Regions from separate parts of the Lactuca sativa genome. Here regions 2 and 3 are each linked to region 1. A link is a contact called in public Hi-C data. All regions are on one chromosome and are shown on one strand. Each heading gives the region's core, a stretch centred on a gene start, on an enhancer-like site or on the middle of the called end of the contact. The rest is flanking DNA. Distances are from core to core; before and after follow the strand shown. Region 1 holds the start of LOC111920000 (TPR repeat-containing thioredoxin TTL1). Region 2 holds the start of LOC111920002 (multiprotein-bridging factor 1b). Region 3 holds the start of LOC111919997.

Region 1 (3,907 bases), core at 908-3,407:
GAGAGAGAGAGAGAGAGAGAGAGAGAGAGAGAGAACTTAGCCTTATGATGTGTGTTGAGGGGTATTTATAGTCAATAATACATTAACCTCGGAGAAGAAGTTAACAATTGTACATTGAGAAGGTAAACCTTAGTTGTACTTGAGGTGACATTGGTACTTTTTATCTTGGGAAAGAGCAATCAAGAACTACTAATGATCAAACAATGGTCGAACGATCAAATCGTTGTGAAAATGATTGAATCATGGTAAAACGGCCGAACGATCAAGTTAGTATTGATGCGAAAATGAGTGTCGGGTCCTTCGAGTGGAAGGAACCTGATTGGAGAGAGCGAGAGAACTTAGCCTTATGATGTGTGTTGAGGGGTATTTATAGTCAATAATACATTAACCTCGGAGAAGAAGTTAACAATTGTACATTGAGAAGGTAAACCTGAGTTGTACTTGAGGTGACATTGGTACTTTTTATCTTGGGAAAGAGCAATCAAGAACTACTGATGATCAAACAATGGTCGAACGATCAAATCGTCGTGAAGATGATTGAATCATGGTAAAACGGCCGAACCTTGGTAAAGCGACCGAATCGTTAGAAATGACCGAACCGTTGGAAATGGCCGGACCGTCTCTCAAAGGTCAATGAGATATACATATCAACAAATATGTTTATACTTTATAGTAGATCAAAGTCTCGCAAATACCTAAAGAAAGTTAACTAGCCTATTTGGTAAAACATTATATTTATTTTGTGTTCTCTGCGTCCTGTGTTTTTATTTTCTACTAGTTGACAATTTTCGGATAAACTATTTTCTATTTTTAAGATCTTTGCAATTCTCATTATGACAAGTCGATGCATGGGTACAAGTCTAAATGCAAGGGATATAAGCCTTGATGAATGATATAACTAGCAAGATTGGAAATTTGATGATATCATTGGTGTTGGTGGCAAAGTGATTTCATAGTTTTGGAATTTAACCAAATTAATCGCTTTGTTATGACGTAAGATATTTTTCGGTCATTCAAATGTTTATGGCTCAAAATGATTTTTTAATGGCTTTTTTACTATTAATTTACGAATTTTTATTATTTATGGTTAATGGTTAATTAAATAACCGATTGTGGATCTTATCATAATCAATTTCAAATTGTTAGGATTGTGAAAATAACTTTGTTCAAGTATTCTGTTTTTATTTTTATGTTATTAGGGAATTGAATTTAGCTAATTAGCTTATTCACTTCTTTATGTTCGTGTTAGTTATAATCGGTTGTTCAATCAGATCGTCTATTCATCACAAATGTTGCCCAACAAAGAACATTGTGCTAGTTATAATCGGCTGTTCAATCCAATCGGCTTTGGATCACAAATGTTGCCCAATAAAAAACTTTGTGTTAATTATAATTAGTTGTTCAATCTAATCGTTTGTGTATCACAAAAGATGCTGCCCAACCTAGAATTGTGTGTGTCCAGGGAAGACTTTTGCTCATCTTCATGACATGTGGATGTTCTAACCCAAACTTATTAAATAAGAATTTTGGACCCCTACTTTGCATTTTGTCCCCCCACTAATAGCATGTGATTTGAAGTGTCTTTTTTGCTAACAATAATACGTTGTTGCATCTTTACATCCATGCATCATCGACTAAAATTCTATCGATCCTTGCGATTTTCCAATTTTAGATTTATTCGTATATCAATTGCAAATAAAAAAAAAAAAAAAAAAAAAAAGAAGTTATGAAGGTTGATATAATTGATGTCGCGCCTTAATCTTTCCACCTTATATATAATTTGGAAATTAAATCTCCCATAAGGGCTGTCTGTTTCTCTTGGAACAAGTATCCAACGACAACAACCAATTCAATATAAAAAAGTCATCAATTTTATTATTTTAGGTAAAGATTATATGAATAAAATTATTACTTAAAATAATAGAAATGACAAATATATTACATTTAAATAGTTAAATATTATAATAAAATCCATTTACCTTTTATTTTATGATTGATAAATACTACATATTATATTAATTATAGTACTAAAAGAATAAGTAATGTGGTAGTTTATATATTTATACGATCAACTCTAAAATATAAATAAAAGAATACCAAAAAATAAAGAAAAAGCAAAAATAGAACTGCCAATTCTCTCTCTCTCTCTCTCTCTCTCTCTCTCTCTCTCTCTCTCTCTCTCTCTCTCTCTGTAAAACCTCTTCTCTTTCATTCTTTGCTTTCACCCTTTTAAATCACGAGATCCCCATCTCTTTCATCCCTTTTCCATCCTCTTCTTCTTCTATGTTATTTTCCGACGGATTACGCCGGTGGTTGTATTTTAATCTCAACCATAACGGCAGCCATTGCCGACGACATTAGTTTTTGTCTTTGAAGCCAAACCCTGAAGATTTATTTATATCTCTCTCGTTAATTTCATTGCCAGAGAATAGAATATTAGGTCTGGAATGGCGGATTCCGGTAAGCCCATTTCGAGTTTGGGATTTGATACACTGTCCGATCGCCTCCGAAAGTCACTCGCCTGCGACACTCATGATGCCGCCGATAATACCAATAAACCTGACTTCAGAGAACTCGATTTGGGTTCTCCGGTTTCGCCTTTGAGGGCTGGACCTGGACCCGCCGCTAGTACTAGCTCTAGCTCATCTGGGTCGGTGTCGGGTCGGACCGGAAGTGGACCTCGTTCTGGTTCTGGTACTTTACCTGGAAGGTCAGATTCAGCCGGCACCGTCAACAACCATTCCGGTGAGTTGTCGGTTGAAAGTTCACCGACATTTTCCGCTGGCGGGTCTCGGACATTTAAGCCTGGTCACAAGCGGTCAGATTCCCGAGGAGGAACCGTTGGCAGCCCGACAATCCATTCCGGTGGAAGCTCAGCTACTTCTCCGGTCGGCAATGTGCTTCCGTCCGGCAATATCCGCCCGTCGGGAAAGCCGCTAACCACGGGTATGATGTCAAGCCGGAGCTCTAAAACCGAGGTATTAAGTTTAGGAACCGGTAATTACGGCCATGGCAGCATAATGCGAGGCGGTTCCGCCACCAAGTCCGCCGTATCCGGTGGTGAAAACCAATTTTCAGCTATTTCAAATTCGTCGAATTCAAGGAGATCATCAATAGATCCAGAAGATTTAAAGCGGTTAGGAAATGAACAATACAAAAAGGGAAATTTCACTGAGGCATTAAATTACTACGATCGAGCTATATCAGTATCACCTGATAACGCCGCCTATCATTGCAACCGCTCCGCCGCATTGATGTGCCTTAACCGATTGACCGACGCCGTGAAGGAATGTGATTTAGCCATTAAATTGGATTCCGGTTATATAAGAGCTCACCATCGTTTAGGATCTCTTCTTATCAGGTACGACTCCAAAAACAACCTCCTTTATTCTTTACAATTTCTTCAAGAAAACCATTTTGATCTTTAATATTTGAGTTCTTCTATCTTACCTTTTTTCATTACCCCTTTTATTGCTTATAAATTTGGGGGAAAAAACTGTATGACTCGTAGGGTTGTTTTACAATTTACAAGTGAGTATTGCCGGTATTCCATTGATTATTTTGTTATGTTCTCGATGATGATGATGATTAAAGATGAAAACTTTACATGTTAATATGTATAGTTGGATTAACTTTTTAAAGTGGGTATCATCGTATAATCGTATTCCATCGATTATCATGAACTGTTCTTGAGAACAATGATTAAAGATGAAAAATTTCTTTTTGCAAAAACAGTTTAGGACAGATTGAAAACGCAAGAAAGCACCTTTATTTCCCAGGGTCCCAACCAGACCCAAACGAGCTCCGAAAGTTGCAGGCGGTGGAAAAACACTTAAATAAGTGCACCGATTCAAGACGCGTCCGCGACTGGAGCAGTGTGTTGAGGGAGACCGATAACGCCATTGCT
Region 2 (3,907 bases), core at 883-3,382, 160 kb after region 1:
ATCCTTGAATAACGGTGACTGGTTAAGTACATTAATGTCATTGTTACACCCGGCAACCCCAGAATATGCATGCCATATCCAAAGGTCTTATGATGCAACTACTTCCAACATAGTTGTTGGACAACCTTGATCACCTTAAGTATATTGACCTTGCCATGCAATAGGGAAAATTTTCCAAGGCCAATGCATGCAATCAATACTTCTAAGCATACCAGGAAACCTGTGCCTTTTTGAATGCTGTTGTACTAAATTTTGGATGTCATTAGCATTAGGTTTTCTCAGATAATGACTTGAATAAACCTCAACCACACATATACAAAATTTCGTAGACATTCGATTGAAGTTGATTCACCAATTCATTTGTATTCATCAAAGAGGACACCAGTTGTGCCATGCACCAATTGGCGTATGGCAGCAGTGCATTTTTGTAAAGGGGAAAGACCACTATTTCCTAAAGCAAATTTTCTTTGTTGAAAATAAATAGAATGGTTAGAGATACCGTTAACTATTTGCACAAGTAGTTCTCGCCTCATTCGAAATCTTCGTCTAAATGTTTGAGGTGGGAAAACAGAATGCTCATCGAAATAGTCTTTCCAAAGACGTTTATGTCCTTCACGATATATATATATATATATATATATATATATATATATATATATATATATATATATATATATATATATATATATTTGACTTTGTTCAGGATGTCGTGAACTTTCAGTATCTGACTGTTCTGCTTCCAAGCATTTTAGCTCCTTATATAGTTGAAATGTAGAATTACTTGTGAGATGGTTGATTATCAATTCAGAAGCAGAATCATTTGAGGATGATGATGACATCGTTGAGAAAGAAATTTAGAAATAGTTTGAATTGCCAGGTATGACATAATATAAAGGTTGTATTCTTTTATAGCAAAAATACCAACAAAAACTTCTACCAACAAACGACAAAAAAACAAAAAAAAACCTACTGGAGCAAAGAAGAATAAATGTTGTTGGCAAAAGCTTGGCTACAAATTTCAGATGACAACGTTACTGGAAGTCAACAACGTGATAAAGAGTTCTGGTGATGAATTACTGTGTACTACGAAAAAAGCAACACGTCGAATGTTGCAAGAACTCAAGCCAACCACAAAGCGCATCGACATTACATGAACCCATTTGCAGTTGTATTTAATCAAATGTATATAGTGTTGAAAAGTCAACACCTCAATGGATGGTTTAAGGATGATCTCAAAAGTGAAGCTTTTGAGCGTTATCATGCTAGATATGGTGTCCATTTTAGGCACACACATATTTGGAATATCCTTAAAAATGAACCCAAATGGAAAGGTTCAAGCAGTGCATCTGGGGCATCTATGTCTTCACCAAATACAAAATCTTTCATTAACCCGGATAATGTTGAAGTTACAACTCGTCCAATTAGTAGGAATGCAGGAAAAAAACAGCAAAAGGGAAAGCTACCAATTTCACTTCGTCATGTGGTAATAAGCTTGATGAAATACTTGAAAACCATATAGAAGAAAATAAAAAGACTTTCGAACGCTACCAAAACTCTTTGGATATGAAGAATGCATTGAAAGAAAGAAAGATGAAAATTCAAGAAGAAAAGGTAAAGAATGAAAAATTTTCAATCATTTTCATGGATCCCAGTACCATGTCGGAAGATGGACGTGAAATTTGAAAAAACCGTTGTGACGAGATTAAAATAAAATACAATATGAATTAAAATTTGTATTTTAGATATTGTACTTTTTATTTAGTGTATTATTTATAACTTTTAATTTTTAAATTGTAATCTTTAATTAATATTTAGTAAGTGTAACTTTGAATTCCTAATTATTATAATATTTTAGTTTTATTTATTAATATTATTTATAAAAAATTTAAAATTGTGATGCGGCAATCAATTAATTCTTAAAAAGTTTAATTAAATATAGAGTTTAACCAGTGAGGTTGTACAGTTACTTAAAAAAATTAACAACTAAAAATGATCTGAAACTTATTTTTTTAAACATTTTATAACCCTTTGATAAAAGAGCAGTCCGCGATAGGAATAACACAAACCTCGTAACCAAACACCTACGGTGGTATCATTTTTCCCCATCTATATAAGTTTCATACCCCCAGTAGAGTTCTATCTGATATTCCTACTCATCCTCCCGATTGATTTTTATTGGTAGAATAATCGAACAAAAAAGATGTCAGGTGGTCCGATTGCACAAGATTGGGAGCCGGTGGTGATCCGCAAGAAAGCTCCCACCGCCGCCGCGCGTAAGGACGAGAAAGCTGTCAACGCCGCTCGTCGCTCTGGTGCGGAGATCGAGACTGTACGCAAGGGTTAGTATTCGTGCTCATCTCCTTTCTTCGTCATACATACACGTGTGCGTTGTATCTTCTCGTTTTGTTTGTTCATAATTTTTTACGAATTTCCTGTTGTCGCAAGTTTGTTTTCAATGAATTTACTCTCAACGCAATAATCATCTGTCTTACGGAGATAAGATTACGTATGCTCGTATGTTCAATTTGTTTATGTCTACGACTTGTTTTTGTATGGAGCTAGGGTTTTGGATTTCACCTTTTTCGATTTGCTTCTGTTTATTTACTGGCTTACAGATATACATAGATGTCGTTTTAGATATTCTCTTAATGGATTCTTACATATAGAAATCGGATTTCTCCAGTGCTTAGATGAATTTTCATGTTCTCCACTTCTCCTATTGTGAATGTTCATCTGCCTTTTTTTTTTTGAATTACATTAGGGTTTATAACTCACATAAGCGTATCTAACATGATGTATGTATAACAACACATTGGAAAATACTCTCCTATATCCTTTTAACAAACGATCACTTGTTTCTTAAGCTAATCAACTGAAGTTGCTTTATAATGTATCAAATGGTAAATTAACATATTATCAATTGGGATAAGGAACCGAAGTTTCATGATTGAAAAAAAATGGTAAATTGCTATGCTAAATCAACAGAGAAGCATATTGTTACCATATTTCAGATTCTTGAACTCTGTATTGACACAAGTCATGAGATTCTTCATAAACGTTACCATTTCATAGACTTTTTTTTGCTATGTATGGCCTATTAATGTTCTTTCAAGATCTTTTATGGAATCTTTTTCAGAAATCTGACCTATAGCTTGGTTTATATTTGATCAAAAATCTGTGTTGTGTTCTTTTTCCTTTTGCAGCTACTGCAGGTTCAAACAAGGCTGCCTCTAGTAGCACTTCTCTAAACACTAGAAAGCTTGATGAAGAAACTGAAAATCTCACCCGTAAGTCAGTCTTATCTTCAAAGCTAAGCAATATATATACTTTATAGTTTATTTAATTATGATTAAATTTTATGAACAGATGAGAAAGTACCAAGTGAGTTGAAGAAAGCTATCATGCAGGGTCGAACTGAAAAGAAGCTTACACAGTCTCAACTTGCTCAGGTTTACATCTCTCATTCCACACACATATAGATTAATGTTAAACTTTTATAGAATCTGATTTTTTTTAATATGTATATAAATTTGCAGCTGATTAATGAGAAACCCCAGATTATACAGGAGTATGAATCTGGGAAGGCTATACCAAATCAACAGATCATCACCAAACTGGAAAGGGCTCTTGGTGTGAAGCTCCGGGGTAAGAAATAGAGGACATTAACAGTTGACAGCTGCAGAGGGTTTGTGACTTTTGCAGTATTGTTATCAATGTTTTTACTAAAAAGATAAAAAAAAAAAAGAAGTGGGGATGCAGAAAACCTTTTGTTTAATTCCTCTGGTTTGAGTTGACCACTTGTGTTGTGGACATGGTTCTAAGAAGATCTTGTCTGTTATTGTGGATTTTATTATGGTTTGGACTGAGATGCATCGATGTGTGGTGGTTCATCATATCATAACGCTTA
Region 3 (3,907 bases), core at 771-3,270, 150 kb before region 1:
GAGATCTCATATTAGGGCTGTTAAGACATGAAGAATTTTCATCCAAATTCTTCGGTTTGTTCAAAGCATGGCAGTGTGGACAATAGTAAGTAATCACTAGAAAATCTTCCTTCCTTGCAAGACCTGCAATTAAGCCATTATTATGTTGTTAATGTATTATTTACATGAAAGCCAAAATGACAAAAAAATAAATTTACTCACCATTGTGCATATGGCAATTACCACATATAAGTGCATAAGATTGTGTGGGGTCCTCACCCACAAGCAATGCAGCAAGTCTAGCAATCCAACCCCCATCTTGTGGACTTATAGCCACAGGACTATGCTCAACAACAAGCTCACTAGGTAAAGAAATCTCAGAAACCTCACTTCCTGCATATTGAAAACCTTCTTTTTCTGAATTACTTCCACTCCCAGGAGATCTTCCTTCCAATGTGTTTCTTCTCCTTAAACCACTAGACTGCAGAGCCTCAAAATCATTGCTCTTCCCTGTGCCAAGGTGCACATTCAGATGTGATTCATCTAGATTCACCTGTAGCCCTGATTCAGCTCCCAATTTGGATGCAAGCACTGATGCAGCAGCTGCCTTTGCTGCTGGATCTGAATCGTATCTCTGAATCAGTTGTTGGGTGTTGTAATAATTAGTTCTGTCTTTCAGTTCATTGATTTTCTTCTGCCTTTCAGCCCGAAGCTTCTCTAAAGATCTTTCATCTCTTTGATCGCCTATAAACAGATCAAATTTTGATTAAGTCATTGAATATGGGAATTAAGGTAATGAATATTATATACGTGTGAAGGGAACTTACGAAAAGTTTTGAAGCTTTGAAGTCCACAATACAAAGCCCATGATAAAAAAGGCAAAACAAACATAGGTAAAACTCGCAGAGCTCTTGTATTCCACTCTAAGTTTACTGATCTTGTTGTTGTTATGCCATATCCGATTGCAGCAATCTGAAATCAAAACAAACAACAGGTAGTGTTTTCATCTACATGCTCATTTACATGGATTATACCAAATCTGGATATTTGAATCATGATTATACCACTTGCTAGTTGAAGGTCATTGTTTGAATTTCACAAATTATATGTTGTCTGTGGACACCAAGTTATAATCGACTTGTCTAATTGAGAAAAATAGAACATGATAATAAGCAAATACAGAAACAATCACTTGTGAAGAAACAATAGTTTCGAGTTTTATAGTCTGCTGCATATGTATATAAGCAGCATTGATACGTTGTATCAAATAGAAAATAGCAGTATAGATGCAACATCTAAAAATGTTTAAATTTAAATCATTTAGGTCACCCCTGCGAGTGATTCATTGTATAAAATAGCAAATAGAGTAACTGAATCGGTAAGGGAGATAACTGTCTGTTAGTCTAATCAAGCAAAATATCAGACATTATTGAAGATTAGAGAGATAATGATGAGGATTGAGTTTACGGTTTACCTCAAAAAGAACAGAAAATGCAATTATATCCCGAGCAGTTCTCCGCCATCTCTTAGATCTTTTCTTCATTCTAGCAAGAACAGTAGCCTCTTCTTTAGATATATGTTGCAATCTCTTTTCAAAATTATCACCATGTAACCTAGCCAATCCATTCCAAATTCGAGAGAAGATACTCCTCTTCTCCTTTCTTGGCGAATCATCATTCTTCTGTTCAACAACTTCCTTTACATCGTTCTCCGCCATTTATCCTACACGGTTTTTATTTTCACTTATTTAATCGTCTATTCCACGTACAAACATACGAATCAAAGAGATAATACGTTCTATTCAAAAACCCTAGGTGAAATCGCGTACCTGATATCACGCAACAGTGAATGCGAAATCTGCGTCTGCAATGGAAGGCGAATTTTGATTGTTTTAGAAATAATCACGAAACAGTGTTGGATCGATTACTTGATTGTAAAGCAAAAATCAAGCAAAGAAATGTAAGAAGCATGAAAGAGTCCATGGGGGAATGAATTGAACCGACTCCATTAAGGAATTCGTTACAGCGCCTGAAGAAGGAAACATGGATCACACACTGTGTTTACGTGGAAAAGGTACTTTGTCCATTCAAAAAGTTAATAGTAATTAATTCTAAAAGTAGAGCTAATATATTAAAATAAAGGGATTGAGAAGACAACATACTACATTTGGTAAACGTTTTTTTGTGTTCTAATAGCCATTTAACTTATTGATTTGTGTAAATTTTTTTCTTCCGATTGTTTTTTGCCGGTTGCAAAGGATTTATCGATTCTACGTGTTAGTTTGATCCTATGTGGCATGTAGGGCTAATGTTATTAAAAAAGGGGCGTATGTGGTTCCTTTATTGTGCCCTAATTCCTTAATGGCTTCCTCCTACAGCTTCTCATCGTCCCTCAATCGATCAAGCAAGAAATCAACAGTGTACTATCCAAAAACTTGTGATTGTGGTTTCCCTACACGTATTGTAACGTCAACAACACCAAAAGAATCCAGGGAGACATTTCATGGTGTGCAATGAGGTAAGCTATTTCACTTGAATCTTTCTCATTTTCTGTTTCATTTTCTTGATTTGAAATCTTCTTATGAGTTATTTGTGTTGAAGGGTAAATGCAAATATTGGAAATGGTTGGATGTAGAACCTGTACAAATGCCTCTAATGGAAGTGGTGGAGGGAATGAAAGCTGAATTAGTAGTATTGAAGACCGAAGTAGAGATGTGAAGGATGACATGGAACAAATGAAGAAGGACAAGTGCTATGATGCCATTGCAATGAAGCAAAAAATATACAAGTTTACCATAGGATTTTTTTTGACCATCGTGTATATGATGAAATGATGTATTGGAAGATGTTGTTTGAATGGAATGAAGGCATTATCTTAACTTCTTGTTGGAATGGAATGAAGTAATTTTGACTGGAATGGAATCACAAAGAAGTAATTTTGACTGGAATGGAATCACAAAGAAGTAATTTTGATTGGAATCAGAAATAAGTAATTTTGACAGGAATCACAAAGAAGTAATTTTGACTGGAATGGAATCACAAAGCAGCATATACATAACAATGAATACATATATGATTCCATTCTTTGACTGTAATGAATACAAAGAAGTAATTTTGATTGGAATGGAATCACTGAGACAACAATACATACAAATAACGAGAAAGTATTGAATGGAATGAATACAATGCATACATATAACAAGAAAGTAATTGAAGATGGTGGTTGGATTCATTGAAATACTCCATTAATATTCGAAATTAAATAAAGGGCAAGTAGTTGTCTGCATACACAAAAGTTGTAGCTTGGTAACACAAAAGATGGGACAAAAGATTCCTGCTAGGGACCACAAAAGAAGGGATACCATGTGCCCACACACCCAAAAGAAAAGCATAAAGAAAGCATAGTACTTTGTCTTTACATCACAACTTGATAACAAAAGATGTGCCCACCCACTACCTACACACTAACTTAATCAAGGACTGTAGGGTTCTCTACACTGCTCCAAACCCCAGATATCTTCCTCCTCAATGCCATTTTAAAAATCCTTTCAGAATATTGCCTTCGTCCACTTCTACCAATTGGGGCATTTCTTCTGGGGACAGGCCATGTACCTGGTGGTTGGGCTGTTGGTGGTGGTGGACTTGGCCCACCCACTACCTACACACTAACTTATTAAAATGATGTATTATGTTCATATGAAAAAATTTTACCTGATTATTTGTTTGTTGCTTAGATGAACATTTTTTCTTGTTATGGCCTGGTTCCTTGCAAATCCTACACCTTATCAGGGTCCCCCTTCTTGTCAAAGAATGTCTAACTGGTGTAACACCCTAAGATTTGTCATTTATAGTCCCTGGGGATGGAAGGGTAAAGCCATGAAAAGCCTAATGGATAAGTTACAACTTTGGGACTAGGAGGAGTACGCTGC

The links. Hi-C and Micro-C count contacts between places; a contact is called where the count stands out from the background.
Region 2: a Hi-C map of leaf shows a contact between it and region 1, with 3 times the contacts expected there. The contact joins the promoter of LOC111920002 here to the promoter of LOC111920000 in region 1. A contact is called at or near these places in 2 of 4 Hi-C or Micro-C datasets (both in leaf).
Region 3: a contact with region 1 is called in a Hi-C map of seed, with 6 times the contacts expected there. The contact joins the promoter of LOC111919997 here to the promoter of LOC111920000 in region 1. A contact is called at or near these places in 4 of 4 Hi-C or Micro-C datasets (bud, leaf and seed).

Annotation. Positions count from the first base shown.
Region 1 is chr5:279,078,342-279,082,248 of Lsat_Salinas_v11, reverse strand. It overlaps LOC111920000 (TPR repeat-containing thioredoxin TTL1), which reads left to right and starts at 2,157. Exons shown (of 7, transcript XM_023915573.3): 1 at 2,157-3,361; 2 at 3,736-3,907. The coding sequence starts at 2,448.
Region 2 is chr5:278,916,174-278,920,080 of Lsat_Salinas_v11, reverse strand. LOC111920002 (multiprotein-bridging factor 1b) reads left to right here and starts at 2,132. Exons shown (of 4, transcript XM_023915576.2): 1 at 2,132-2,339; 2 at 3,204-3,287; 3 at 3,367-3,449; 4 at 3,537-3,907. The coding sequence starts at 2,201. The coding sequence ends at 3,656.
Region 3 is chr5:279,230,731-279,234,637 of Lsat_Salinas_v11, reverse strand. LOC111919997 reads right to left here and starts at 2,020. Exons shown (of 5, transcript XM_023915571.3): 1 at 1,808-2,020; 2 at 1,454-1,701; 3 at 807-951; 4 at 202-723; 5 at 1-123. The coding sequence starts at 1,696. LOC111919999 (a long non-coding RNA gene) reads left to right here and starts at 1,914. Exons shown (of 3, transcript XR_002859687.3): 1 at 1,914-2,052; 2 at 2,357-2,496; 3 at 2,580-2,862.